2 separate regions of the Mus musculus genome follow, and region 2 is linked to region 1. Evidence: chromatin contacts called from public promoter capture Hi-C data. All regions are on one chromosome and are shown on one strand. Each heading gives the region's core, a stretch centred on a gene start, on an enhancer-like site or on the middle of the called end of the contact. The rest is flanking DNA. Distances are from core to core; before and after follow the strand shown.

Region 1 (7,131 bases), core at 2,959-5,458:
CTAATCCTCAGAGATAACCAGAGTGGAGAACAGAGGCTCCGAATGGAACCACTGCGTGCAGCCTCGGGTAGCAACCCAGACAGTGGGCGGACCACAGCCTCCGCAATCGGCGGCTGTTGGTTTTGGCCTTTGCAAGATCAGACTATCCGGTGGGAAAGAGTTCCCAAGCCACTTCAGCTACTGCTGTTAACTGTTCACCTGACTGGCCTTGGTTCAGGGAATGAGTACACAGCCGGCCCTCCACCCACCTTACACTTGCCTCTCCCACTGTGAGGGAACAGAGGAGCCGCAGAAGGAGAGAACTCCAACAGTGTGAGTGGGAACACGCTTCAGTCCTTAGCCAGGAAGCTTCCGGAACTCAGTATGGAGCGCAGGAGAGAAAGCCAGTGCCAGGCTTGTCTTCCATCACTGCAACCCTGTATTACCAAGACCTCTACAGGCCGAGTCCACTTCCTGAGGTCAGCAGGACTAGGGTAGACAGGAGCGCCTGGCTCTGATGAAGTTGGTGAAGGAAGCCAGAGCAGCCCAAGGCCAAGGAAGGGACTATGGAGAGACCCGGCTCCAACTCTACTTTCAGACCTTGAGTCACCCCATGTGGCAGAAACTACCTTTTGCTCCCCAAGTAGCCAAGATTCCCCCCTTTTGCTTCAGTACTGGGGGTGGAAGGCAAGGCGTTACACATGCTAAGCCAGCACTCTACCATTGAGCTATGTGTACCCAACCCCTCAAGCTCCTTTTCTTAGATAATAATAATAATAATAATAATAATAATTGAATTTTAAGTTACATTTCCCAGGCTCTCTTGCAGCTAGGTATGACCACATGAGGCCATTTTGGCCAATGGGATAGGAATGGTAGTGACATGTACACCTTATGGATTATGTCTTTAGAGAGAAAGGGTACAAGTGTGATGGCAAGAGCTTGGACTGTAGGAAACAGAAGCTTTGTGTTATGACATCAGCACAAATTAGAAGGTCCCTGGCTCCTCCACTGAGTTGTCTTGCAACCACCCAACAGCTCAGACTTTCACATGAGAGTTAAATGAGGTGCTCTCCTCCTAAACCTCTATGTACCAGTACGTACCAGTTGCTTTTCCTGTTACTATGACAAATGCCTGAAAAAAGTCACCTAAGGATAGAAGAGAATTATTTTGGCTTGTGGTTTGAAGGAGAATCATCTATCATGGCTGGAAGGCATGTGGAACTGATCACAGCATCCATGGTGAGAGAGCAGAGAGATGAATGTGAGTACCCAGCTCACTCTCTCCTTTTTATTTAGTCTGGGAGCCTAGGCAGGAGGATGGTCCTGCCCATGTTCAGGGCTGTCTCATTTACACCTCTCTGAGAATGTTCACAGTCCACCAAGATGTGAGGAGATGAGAAGCCCTATTCTACACTCCCGCCATCACAGAGCCTTCTGCCACCATGTCTTCCCCTCCATGATAGACTGTATTCCCACAAACCATAAGCCAAAATAAGACCCTTCCTCCTTTCTTGTCAGGTATTTGTTTACAGCAATGAGAAAAGCAACTAATGCATCCACTAAACCAAACTTTCCAGTGGCCAGCAAGGGCCTCGGATTGTCTTTATCTAGAACATTCTATCCACAACCTTTCTGAGCTTGGTCCCTAGCTGGGGCTCCAGAGCCTGGCCCTTAGTTTAGGGAAACGGTGTTTTGTTCCTTCAGCCTCCCAGGACACTATCTGAGACCCAGGTCTCACCTGTCCAACTGACATTCCACACCACACCCTGGCAACTGAATCCAGGGCACCTCTCCCCAGGACCACTCTTCCTCCCCAGGCTAGCTCTCCATCTGGTGACAGTGGCAGCTAGAACACTTTTGGATCAGAGCCATGTTTTAAGTAAGTGCTTTTCCAGGTTAATTAACTTTAAAATATAAAATCTCAGTCTCTCTATTATAAAATATTATATATATCACATATATATTGTATAATATATAATATATAAGGAGAGACTGAGACTTTGCATTTACCATATACAGTATATTATTTACTATATATAAATGTATATTTAATACACATACAAAGATTATATCAGAAATGTCTGCTCCCAGACTACAGAAAAATGAATGTAGGCTTTAGGCTTTTGTACAGCAGAGTCCTTCTGGTTGTATGGTGCTGTGTGTGTGTGTGAGTGTGTGTGTGTGTGTATGTGTGTGATCATAGGTCCTTGATGTGGATGTCAACGTAGGCCCTTGTGTCTCCTGAGAATTCTTCAGTGCTCTGAGTGGTCATCTAGCTCTAGAAGGAGAAGGAGGAGGAGGAAGAGGAGGAGGAGGAAGAGGGGGAGAAGGAGGAGGAAGAGGGGGAGGAGGAGGAGGAGGAGGAGGAGGAGGGGGAGAAGGAGAAAAAGAAGAAGAAGGAGGAGGAGAAGGAGGAGGAGGAGGAGGAGGAAGAGGGGGAGAAGGAGGAGGAGGAGGAGGAGCAGGAGGAGGAGGAGGAGCAGGAGGAGGAGGGGGAGGAGGAGGAGGAGGGGGAGGAGGAGGAGGAGAAGGAGCAGGAGGAGGAGGAGGAGGAGCAGGAGGAGGAGGAGGAGGAGGAGGAGAAGGAGAAGGAGCAGGAGGAGCAGGAGGAGCAGGAGGAGAAGGAGAAGGAGGAGCAGGAGGAGGAAGAGGGGGAGAAGGAGAAGGAGAAGGAGGAGGAGGAGGAGGAGGAGGAGGAGGAGGAGGAGGAGGAGGAGAAGGAGAAGGAGAAGGAGAAGGAGAAGGAGAAGGAGAAGGAGAAGGAGAAGGAGAAGGAGAAGGAGAAGGAGAAGGTAGCAGAAACCTCATCCCTCTCTCTTCCTTTCTCCCAGGTCTCCCTCACTGAATAAGCACCTGGCTGGCCCCTCAGATGTGTAGAGTAGCCCCAGGGCTCACACACTTCCTCTTGTTCCCTCAGGCTTAGGACTGGCCAGACCTGCACAGGAAGTCTGGCCTAACCGTAATCCAGGCATGGGAAAAGCCAAGGCAAGAGGCTCCCAGCCAATGGACAGGCCAGAGCTACCTGCGCCACAGTTACAGTATGACTCTTAATCACTTGGCCCCACGTCCGTGGCTGGTGAGAACAATGCAAGCAGGTCTCCCAAGCAAAGCCAGACCCACACCATTGACTTCCCAGGAAGGTGGGGTGGCTCTACTATCATCAGCACCCAGTTCTCTTCTTTGACAGGCTCGCCTGCAACAGAGTGGAGAACTGTGGCCCAGAAGTCCTCATGGCACAAGCTAAGCTGGCCAGTCAGGGCAAGGCAGCTCTGCAAGCACAAGATAACTGTCACTTACTGGGGACAAGTGCTCCTGCCACTCTGAACTTCTATGGTTACACGTGTTTGGTTCCCTGGACTGCAGGGAAGAAGTTGGCACCCTGGAGTTGTCTCTTTCCTTCACGTCTCACTGCATAGGGTAAATTCCAGAACACAGCCTCTGATTTCTATGGTTACCAACAGTTGGTGTCCCTTTTCCTGAGACAGGAAGTGACTAGGTTCATGCAAGTTTAAATGTTTAAAAGTTTAAAAGTTTGAAATGGGATCGGAACCACATTTGGGGTCCCCTCATGCTCATAGTCTCTCTCTCTCTCTCTCTCTCTCTCTCTCTCTCTCTCTCTCTCTATATATATATATATATATATATGTATGTATATGTATATATGCATATATATGTATATGTGTGTATATATATAATTTAACTTTATTTTACATGCATGATTTTGCCTGCTTTCACATTGTATGACAGTGTCAGATCCCCTGGAGCCAGAGTTGTGAGCTGCCATGTTGTTGCTGGGAACTGAACCCCTGTACTCTGGAAGAGCAGCCAGTGCTCTTAACCATTGAGCCATCTCTCCAGCCTCCATGCTCAGGCTCTTGACCTCCCCTGCACAGAGGGCCAGCCAAGGGCGATTTGCAAATTCCTGAATGACACCTAGCTCTCCCTGCTCCCTGCTTCTCAGTCTAGCCTCCCTGTGGGTGGTTAGACATCCGGCTGGTCAGCTCTGGTTCTCCTAAGTCACCGTCACGGGTCCCTCCAGTGTCTGCAGCCTACACGCATGCTCCCTTCTAGCCTTGTTTTCCTTAGCAGCCAGGCCAAGAATCAGAGCCTGTGAGTCCGGGAGGAAATGACTGCAAGGCGGAGCTTGCACGCCATCCCTCTTTCTGCAGACCAGACTATAGACCAGAACCAGTTCCTGAGGGTTGCCAGCTCCCAGAGGCAGAGAGGGTGCACTTCAGTTCAAAGCCCCTGAGTTCAATTAAGGACTGGAGCCTCACCCTCAGCAATATGAGTTCAAGGCTTTACCGACTCTGATTTACTGCCAAGTCAGGCTCTCCAGAGTTCTTGGAACTGGGAGTCTGCGCCCTTTGGCACTAATTAAGACTAAGATATTAGTGCATCATCGACACATAGATGCTTTTCTTTTAGCCAGGCCTGGTGACATCCACCAGTGATCCCAGCACCTGGGAAGCCCGGACAGGAGGGTTTGAAGGTCCAAGATCAACACCCTGTTTCAAAATGGAAAATGAAGAAAAGGGATCTGGGGAGGCAGCTTGGTGTGTGTGAGGTCTGACTTGTAATCCCTAGGAAGGGAAAGGACGGAAAAACAAAAGAGAGACTTTTGGGTGTGGATGTGTAGATGTTTCCATTTCTGTCAGTGCATATGCTTGGGAGGACAAGACAGACAGACAGACTGAGACAGAAAGGCAGAGGGCAAGGTTAAGGACACAGCAGGGCACCCTGCAGAGACCCACAGAAATAAGACATCTATCTTCTTTGCCCCAAACTGTCTGCCCTGCCCTTTGAACAGAGGTCCCCAATGACGGGTCATGTCTCCCACAGACTGGGGCTCTCTAAGGATCTGCCCCTCCTGGGAATGAGGCCTATTTAAGCCGTAGCACTCAGAGTACATCCCTTCCACGGGTGTGTGATGAGCCCTCTTTCCCATGTTTTCTGCAGCATCCCTGCCAATGCCTGGGGAATAGTCCCGATGTTTTGCCCTGAAGTGTAAAGTTGAGCCCAGGGATAAACTTGAATTCTGCGAGTCCTCAGGGAGCAGCCCATTCTTTCCCAGTTATCTTTCCCTTTAGGGATGTAAGGGACAATCTCAGGAACTGCTCACTCTGCTTGGTTTTGGAGCCAGGAGGGCACCAACTAGGCTAGGCCATCTTTACCTTCCCAGTGTTGGGATTACAAGCCTGTACCACTGAGCTAAGCTATTTTGTGCATAGCCTTAGAAATGAAACATAATAGCTTTACCAACTGAGCCATCTCCCCAGCCTCTCTGCTGCTATGCTTTCAACAGCTACATGTTTTTTTTTTCTACTCATCTCTCACTGACTTCTCACACCCAAGGAGGGTCACGTGGGGAGCTCAGGAAACCCCGAAGTGTGTAGCCAGGCAAATCTCCGACATTGGTCTCAGATTTTCACCCACGATAGGAGTAGTTCAAAGATTGCCCCCATTCCCAAGCAGCGGAGCTCTTTCTTCAAAGAGGTTTGTCTTTCCCAAGACAATGCCTCTCTGTGTAGCCCAGGTTGGCCTTGAGCTCAAGATTCCCCTGCGTCATCCACCGTGTGCTATCTTCAAAGGAAACCTAAAATAGCTCAAAATAATCAGGCAAGGTGAAGAAGTCTTGTAGCCCCAGTACGTGGAGAAGCTGAAGCAGATCGGCCATTAAAAGTTCAAGGGCAGCCTGGTCTACACAGTTAGTTCTAGGCTATAGAGCAAAGACCGTTTTCAAAGAAGGAAGGGGAGGGCAGGAGCGGGGAGAAAAAGTGGAGCGGGGAGAGGAAAAGGGGGAGAGGAAGAAACTGCTAGCATCTGAGCGTGGGGATGTGCTCTAAAGAGGAGAGAGGACTGGTGCCCAGTTTGTCCTCTCGAAGGTTCTTGATGTTCCCTGGAGCCCAGTGAGCAACCTCACAGGGCCTGTTCTCTTCTGCTTTAGATTTTAAGCTCCCAGGATGGGACAGTGGTGGATGGGAGGCTCTCCGTGCTCGCAGTGCCCGGGAACAGAGAGAGCATGGTCCAGGTGAATGGAGGGAGGGGCGGGAACCAGAGATTTTGAGTTGTGCTAAATGTGCTAAATGTGATATTTGAGGGCCATGGGCTACTCCTCCAGTAATCAAGCCTAGTTCGGGAAACTAAGGAAAGACTACATTGCGTCAGTCATGTGTCAAAGGCTGAGGCGCCTATGAGACTGGGAAGGGACCTTGGAGGTTGGGAGCTCTAGGAAATTTTCCCTGAAGCTGAGTCTCCAAGATCACTTAAATAGACCTCAAGCCAGGCAGCGGTATATCATCACGGGGCGCCACTGCCCCCTTGTGGTCACATCCTCTGCGAAGCACAGGTTCCTGCCCCTCCCTGGGTTGGTACTATAGCTGGGGCCAGAACTGGAGAACTTGGGATATTTCTGTCCCTGACTTGGTTATCCACTTGTGATCTAGAGAGTAGGGTTTGAACACTGTGGCCTCTGATAAGCTGTGTGTCCTGGCTATGTTGCATACACCCTCTCTGAGCTTCTCCATCTTGTCCTACCAGCTTTCCAGGTGTGCTGCCCTGAGAAATCCCAGAGCTCCCGTTGTATGCACCCTGGTGGGAATACCCTTACCCAAGGGAACAGACTGGGGTGGGGCTGAAAGGCTGCATCCGGGGAAAGCAGAGCTAAGAAGTTTGAGGGAGACATTCAGAGAAAGGAGAGTGGGTGAGAGGATATGGTGGAGTGGAGAGAACCACAGCAGCCCTTGGATTCCATTAGCTCATTCTCCCACTGACCCTGTGACCCCAGCCTACCTCATCCTGTTTATCAACAGGGCAGAGTGCATGTTAACCGCTAACACCCTTCTCCTGAGTAGGTGTTCCTGCTGGCCTTGGCTGGTCCTGTCAGGTCCTAACAGATCCTTGCTAACCCATCCTGCCCTTTCTGGATCTTTCTTGGTGGACTCTTCTTCCCTGGAACCATTGCTGGCTTCTGTCTGGCTACACAGCCAAGTTCAAATGTTTTGTTCAGCACACAAGGGCCCTTAAGTCAGGTTCCTCCCTATCTGTGCCCCCTCTGCATTTCCTTTGCCTTTGTAACACATCCTTTAGGGTCACACTGGGAGTACACACTCCCTCACGAGGCCTCGAAGCTTCCTCCCATGATGTGCA
Region 2 (7,131 bases), core at 1,282-3,781, 180 kb before region 1:
CAAGGTTTAATTTTTAGCAACCCCCCCAATTATGATTAAACAGAATAATAAATAGCTTTTAAATTTAGAATGATCTGTGTAGTAGCAGGAAAGAGTATTCATAACATATTATTAAATGAGAAATGCCCATAAGGCAATGGGGAGAAGCTGGTCAAAGGGCACACAGTTCCACTTGGACAGGATATGTAAGTTCTGTAGATCTGCAGTACTGATGGTGACCATATACACTTGAAAACTAAGAGACCTTAAACGTGCTTATCGCAACGAACAACTACAAATATATAAGGTAATAGATATATTAGCTTGATTTACTTAATAAGATATACAAATATAAAATATTATACTGTATACTATATATATATATTTTTTTTATCAATTTACTGTTATTATTGTTGCTTTCTAAGATGAGTCTGGCCTAGAACTCACAATGTAGTCTAGGCTGGCCTTGAGCTAGAGGCAATCCTCCTATATCAGACCCCTACATGCTGAGATAAACACACATACCCAGCACCATACCTGGGTTTATTTGCCAATTATATATTCAGCTAGACAGGTGGAAAGACAAGTAATATTTGATTGGTCACCATTACCTAATTTATGTATAATTAAGAGAACAGATAAACATTCTGGGGTACATAAATTAATTTTTGTTTTGTTTTGTTATTTTGAGGTTAGATCTTTGCTTAAGTGGGCTAGGCTGGCCTTGAACCATGGCAATCTCCTGCCTCTGACTCTAGAGTGCTGAAATTACAAGTGTACAACACTTCACTTATCTGGAGTTACTTGGGTTTGTTTGTTTTCTGGTTTTGAGAAGGTGTCATATAACCCAAGCTGGCCTTGAACCCCATCCTCCTGCTACTGCCTATTGAATGCTGAGATTATAATTAGGCTTTTGTATTTTTCAGAAGTACACAGACTATAGACAGTGGCTAGTTTAGGAGAAAGAGATGGCGATGAAGGTTGACAGGGGCACATGCAATTAAACTGTTCATTTGTACACTTACAATTGTGTGTGTATGTGTGTGTGTGTGTGATGCATATGTGTTTGGTGCCTAAGTATGTGACTGCATGTGCATGATGCATATGCATGTGACTGTGAGAGAGAGAGATACTGCAGGCACACACATGCCACAGGATAAGTGTACAGGTCAGAGGACACCCTCAGGTGTTGGTCCTCACCCTCCACCTTATTTTGAGCCATGATATTTCTGTCATTCATCACTGTGTATACTAGGCTGGTTAGCCTGTGAGCTTCCAGAGAGTCACAGATGTGCACTATTGCACCCCACTTTACATGGGTCCTGGGGACTCAAACTCAGCAAGCACTTTATCTGCTGAGCCACTTTTCCAGCCCTGACTAAAATTTACTTATTTATTTTTACTGATTTTAAATTTCATTTATTTATTTATTTTTGAGACAAAGTATCACTCTGTAACCCAGGCTGGCCTCAGACTCATAGCGACTCTTTTGCTTCAGCAGGAAGGATTATAGGCTATCTTTAAATTTTAAAGCACATGCATATACATACATACACACACATATATATGTATATATAAATACAATAATGTATAACAAAACCAGTAGTTTCCAGGACTAACGGCTAAAAGAGGTTATTTTCACGCTACTGGAAATTTAGGCTACTGGAATTCCTCTGGTGAGGTTAATGGGTCCTGGGAATCGAGCTGTAACTACTCACTGCTCTTGTATGGCCATACAGCTACCTGGTTTCTTGTCCAATATTTGATACCAAATTAATTTTAGCCAACTGTCGATTATCATGGCCTGACGACTGGACAATATGTCAAACAGCATCCCCACACTTGACGCTCCTGGTGTGTGTGTATACAAAGAATTATCGATGAGATGAAAGGTAACGTTGTTTTTACTCAAAACTAATAAATGCCAAGGCATTTGAACGTATGAACTAACAACTTCTATGGCACACACACACACATTTCTCATTCTGTTCATCTTTCCAGATGGAATGACTTGAAAGGCATAAAGCGTGACCGTGGGTTCCTCCTGAATCTTCACAGGTGCCCAGGGAGCAGCCACTCCACTGTGGACTTCGATGGCTGGGAATGCTGGAAGCTGATGAGCAGCCGTGTTGCAGACTTCACGGTCTCTGTGCCCTGGTTTATATAAAAAGCTTTATGGTTTATTTCTAAAAGATCCCGCCACCATTTAAAAAATTAAGAGAAAAGGTGAAATATTGGAAACTTCCATTTTAAATAGCTCTTCAAAAATATTTCAGAAAATATTTAGAGGTACTCAATGTTGGGTACAAAAACGTCCGGTTTCTCGAGATTTGAAAGGTTTAAGTTAAAACTGTCAAACTCTGTAACCGAGAGCGTCTGGCAAGTTTTGATTATGGCTCCTTACTACATCCTAGTTGCACTTAGAACAGGTTTCGTTTCCTGTACTCACTCTTTTCGAGATGCCTTCTATGCCCCAATGGTCTGCACGCCCCTGGAAACTCCAAATGTTCAAGTTCAAATGGTTTCTCTTTTCCCTTCCCAGTGGGATTGACGCTTTGCCACACCTCCCAGAATCCTCCTTAAAGATGCACTCTGGGAAATGTAGTTTCATCGCTACAGCGCACGTAGGGGTGGTTGGGTAAGTGGAAATCTGACACACTTCCCAGCAGTCTCAGAGAGATTACCGATGCACTCTGGGAATTGTAGTTCAACTTTTAGGCCGGGAGCTTGTAACCTTGGGTTGCAAAGTTAACCTTATAAAGCATATAGTGAAACCCACCACAAACAAATAGCTTTAACAGTTTCCAGATCTTCTGGGCTAGATGCTGCTTAGCTGAATTGGTGAGCCCCAGGTTCAGTGGGAGACCCTGCCTCAATGAACAAAGGGGAAAGCCATGGAGGAAGACATTCCATGTCAACTTTACCCTCTACACCCACATACTTTAATGTGCACCCATGGACACACATGTGCCATGTACATATGAACATGAAAAAAAAATCTTTTTTTAAGGTTAGGAGTTCCGGGCTTAGCCGGGCGTGGTGGTGCATGCCTTTAATCCCAGCACTTGGGAGGCAGAGGCAGGTGGATTTCAGAGTTCAAGGCCAGCCTGGTCTACAGAGTGAGTTCCAGGACAGCCAGGGCTATACAGAGAAACCCTGTCTCGAAAAACAAAAACAAAAACAAAAAAAGGAGTTCCAGGCCTGCCTTTAATCCCAGGAGACAGAGGCAGAGCCCTCTGAATTTGAGGTCAGCCCAGTGTACACAGTAGACTCAGGTTATCAGGGGTGCATACTGATACCTTGCTTTAAATAAACGAGGGACTGTGCTTAGGTATATAGACGCTTTAGGTAAAACTCTTACCTTGGTCAATCAGTAGGATCAATCACCATCTAAGACGAATCTCCAGTAAAGCTACTTGGGGCTGCTTTCTTTCTTACTATGGGAGTTGCTTGCTTCTGTGAGAAGCCAGTGCTATTAACCACTAAGCCATTTCCCTAGCTCTTCAAAATATAATTAATGAGACAAAATATTAAAAGTACAGGATACATAAAAAATGCATCTTAATGTAAACAAAATTCTATGGGAGAAAACAAAATAAATAACTGTACACACGGTTGTAAGTGCTGGGGCAGAAGTTAAAGCATGGTAAGAGGAGGAGCGGTTTTGCTATTTTACGTAGGATGGATAGCCTCATTGTTAAGGCAACACTGGAATAAAGAGCTTGACAGAGCTGACAGGAACAGCCAAGTTAGGATTTGTGGGGAGAGACTTGTAGACAGAGTAAAATAAGCTCGTGCAAAGGCCCTGGGGTGGAGATGTGCCTGGCGGGTGTAAAGAAAGGTTAGGACTGGGGCTGGAGAAATGGCAGAATGGTTTAGAGTCCTGATTGTTCTTCTAGAGGACCTGGATTTGAGTCCCAGCTTCAATATAACAGCTTACAACCTTCTGGAACTCTAGTTCCAAGGGATCTGAGGTCCTCTTCTGGCCTCTGTGGGCATTGCTCAAATGTGGTACACAGTATACACAGACAAAACACCCATAACACATAACAATAAAAGGTAAAACAAAGAAATGTAGGACAGATCATTATAGATGAGGTCAAAAAATAGACAGGCACTAGATCACACGGAGCCTCACGAGTGTTATGTTTTTATAAAGCCATTATAATGTTCTGGGTTTATTCCGAGAGGGATAGAATGTCACCAAAGGGCTTAAGCGGAACAAGAGGACATTTTAAAAGAACCATTGTAGGGACAAGGTTACTAACTCCTGAATATAGATCTGAACACAGATCTAGATCATCAGAAAAAGGACAGCAGGCCTAGTTTAATGGCTAGCCAGTTTTTAATGGTGAGAGGAACGTGTGTGTGTGTGTGTGTGTATAAAAAGAGAGAATGTGTGGGTCTATCTGTCTCTCTCTGTGTCTGTCTGTCTGTCTGTCTCTCTCTCTCTCTCTCTCTCTGTGTGTGTGTGTGTGTAGTGTGTGTATAAAGAGAGAGAATGTGTGTGTCTGTCTGTCTGTCTGTCTGTCTGTCTGTCTCTCTCTCTCTCTCTCTCTCTCTCTCTCTGTGTATGTGTGTAGTGTGTGTAGGCCATTAGACATCATTCCTCAGGCACTGTTCACATGGGTGTTTGAGACAAAATCTCTCAGCCTGAAACTCTCCAAGTCGGCTATGCTAGCTAGTCATCAAACCCTGGGAACCTGTCTGTCTCTTCCTCCCCAGTGCTGGGATTATAAGTGCAGGCCACTGTGCCCAGTTTTTTCCATCAAGAATACAGAATGGAACCTCAGAGATGGTTCACCAGATAAATGACCTTGCTGCTACGTCCTCAGCACCTACATGATGGATAGGGAGAACCGACTCCTAAAGCTGTCCTCTGACCTCCACACCAGAGCCATGGCCCGCACACTAAATTTATTAATTAATGTAAAATATATAGATGGCATCTGAGGAATAACACCCAGGGCTGAACTTTGACATCCTCATGCACACATGTGCGTACAAACACACAGACACACACACACACACACACACACAGTTGGCACCAATAAACTTTTTCATTTATGTTACTTCACTTTATGCTCTCAGTACACTCACACCCCTAAGGCACACAGAGGCAAGATCTTGATCCTTATTCTGACAAACAAGGAAACTGAGGCAGTTGAAGAGCCTCCCAAGACTGTGCACCTAATGAAACCCATATGTTCTGCTCTCTCCACTGGACCACACTGTCTTTAAAGCCACAGCCAGCAAGAGTTACTCTCTCTGCTGTGCCTTTTATCCTCAGGGAAAAGGGCCAACCAAGATTTATTAAAGGGCAGAGCTACAGCCTCCCCCTGCCCTGCAGCTGGGGTATTATTCTCCAAACAAAGAGAAGCCTAGAAGTAATTCATCAAAACACACAGAAGTCCTATGATCCAGTTTTTATTTTCAAAGGAAAAAAAAAATCCTGGATTGTGCAGACTCAAGGGAAACCATAGAAATAGAGATGCTGGGGGCCATTTCCCACCAAGTCAGGGATAAAGGGCCAGGGGGCTTAACCTGTCCAGACACAGCAGGTGTCCCAGGGCCAATTATGTTGCATTTTGTGCTCTGCCCACTTATCAGATCCTACCATCAAGCAAACAGTAGTCAGGCCAGCACCGTCCCAGCCAAAGCAAACATCCAGCCCTGCTGGCGGTTTAGCATGCTGCCCTATCATGGCTTTTTCGCAGCACTCATTACTGTGAATTTGTGACTACAGAGGGAATGGGAGCCCAGAGAGAACAATTTAACATAGGCTCCCTGCCCTGAGCGTGTGATAAGATGCTTCAGGATGAGTCAGCTTGATTCAGGACTCAGGGAAACACCAGCAGAAGTTTAATCCCTGCCAGGGGCACCTGCAGACAGGTACACGTCCCCCACAGGGTGTTAGTCATCCATAGCACCAGAACTGACCTTCCAGTGCCAAGCATGGGCTTACATCTGAGGAAATAAGGTTAGCTCCTCTCTGAGGCCCCTCGTAAAACCTCCCTTAGTGCTCCCATTTGGAAGTACTTCCATCCAGAAAGGTCCCTTGAAGAGTCCCCATAGCCACAATCCCTACCTTTTAAAAAGATGCCAGGAAAAGGCCTGCCAAGGGCTCCTGGCCCTCCCATTAAACCTCTAACTCTCATTTGGGTTCTGGGGCCTTTCCTGAGGTCAGAAGACTGCTAGGGGATTAGGAGAGACAAGGCCTCAATCCAAGGGCTATCTCTGCCATTTGTGGCCTTGAGCATGTCACACTACAAAATGAGCCTCTCAGTGTCTGTCACAGGCAGCCTCTGCCCTCCCTTGGTCAGTGAACCTCTTCAGAGATAAAGCCCCCTAGAGTCTTTCATACTGTGCCAGGAAGGAAAGTTGGCAGCAGGGAAGGTGGCCTTCCTTGGTGATCAGACCTGACCCCATTTTAGTGATACGGCTGTGACCATACCCTTTATTCCAGGGATACATCGACACGTCAGTCCTGTGCTACTCTAGCCCCATCACTTAGCTGGGACAGTGTATGCCCCAGAGATAGCACCTGCAGGGCTGTGTGGTGATCCATTGATGTGAGGCTGTATGGCAGTCTGGGAAAGTTTTAGGCAGTGACACAGGAAGACGGTAATCCATTATACTATCCATCAGCCCACCACTCCAGCTAGCTGAGAAGCCGAGGAAAGTCGTGGCAGGCCAGGCAGGACTTCAGAACCTCAGATAAGACAGCAGCACGTCGAATACTTTGATGGTCAGTGTCCCAACCCTTGTGGCCTGGGTGACCTGTAGGCAGAACCTGTTCTTGCCTTGTCCCTAGGGAGCTATGTACCCCGTAGTCTGAGGTCTCCTGTGCTCCTGGTCTGTTCTAGAAGTGTAAGGACTCGTGACTCTGGGGAGAATACACGGAGGTGACACAGGGACTGGACTTCTTGTTTTGTTTGTTTGGTTGCTTGTTTGGTTTTCTCCTCTTTAGGCATCTTGAAGCTAGGCGGGTCTACAAGACTCTTCTTAGCTGTAGTGTGGCTTACATGGTTAGGAACCAGAGGCACAGGGCAGACTGGGCTTGCACTCACTCCATGGCTGGTTTCCTGAGCTGCCACAGACCTTAAGTGTCAGAGCTCTGTAAACAGCCAGGGCCTGTTTCCTGGCTCCTTC

What was found. Promoter capture Hi-C pulls out the DNA fragments that hold promoters and counts their contacts.
Region 2: a promoter capture Hi-C map of liver shows a contact between it and region 1. The contact joins the promoter of Nudt13 here to the enhancer-like site in region 1. A contact is called at or near these places in 15 of 39 promoter capture datasets (the 3T3-L1 cell line, 3T3-L1-derived adipocytes, the C10 cell line and 9 more), 6 of 15 datasets of contacts at CTCF or cohesin (CD8 T cells, the NIH/3T3 cell line, embryonic stem cells and 2 more), 19 of 484 Hi-C or Micro-C datasets (3T3-L1-derived adipocytes, B cells, Th1 cells and 9 more), 15 of 115 datasets of contacts at active chromatin or transcription factors (CD8 T cells, the SCID.adh cell line, differentiating embryonic stem cells and 5 more) and 4 of 9 other capture datasets (adipose tissue, embryonic stem cells, liver and 1 more).

Annotation. Positions count from the first base shown.
Region 1 is chr14:20,113,373-20,120,503 of GRCm38.p6, reverse strand. No RefSeq gene overlaps it. Among named protein-coding and RNA genes, the nearest start is that of Gm41104, 13 kb to the left of the region's middle. Within about 2 kb of position 4,208, at least 32 of the 459 cell types and tissues checked have an H3K27ac peak or open chromatin away from gene starts, as enhancers often do. A contact at or near this core is called in B cells, CD8 T cells, the SCID.adh cell line and 3 more, where this site is marked.
Region 2 is chr14:20,290,090-20,297,220 of GRCm38.p6, reverse strand. Nudt13 (nudix (nucleoside diphosphate linked moiety X)-type motif 13) reads right to left here and starts at 2,531. Exons shown (of 9, transcript NM_026341.3): 1 at 2,429-2,531.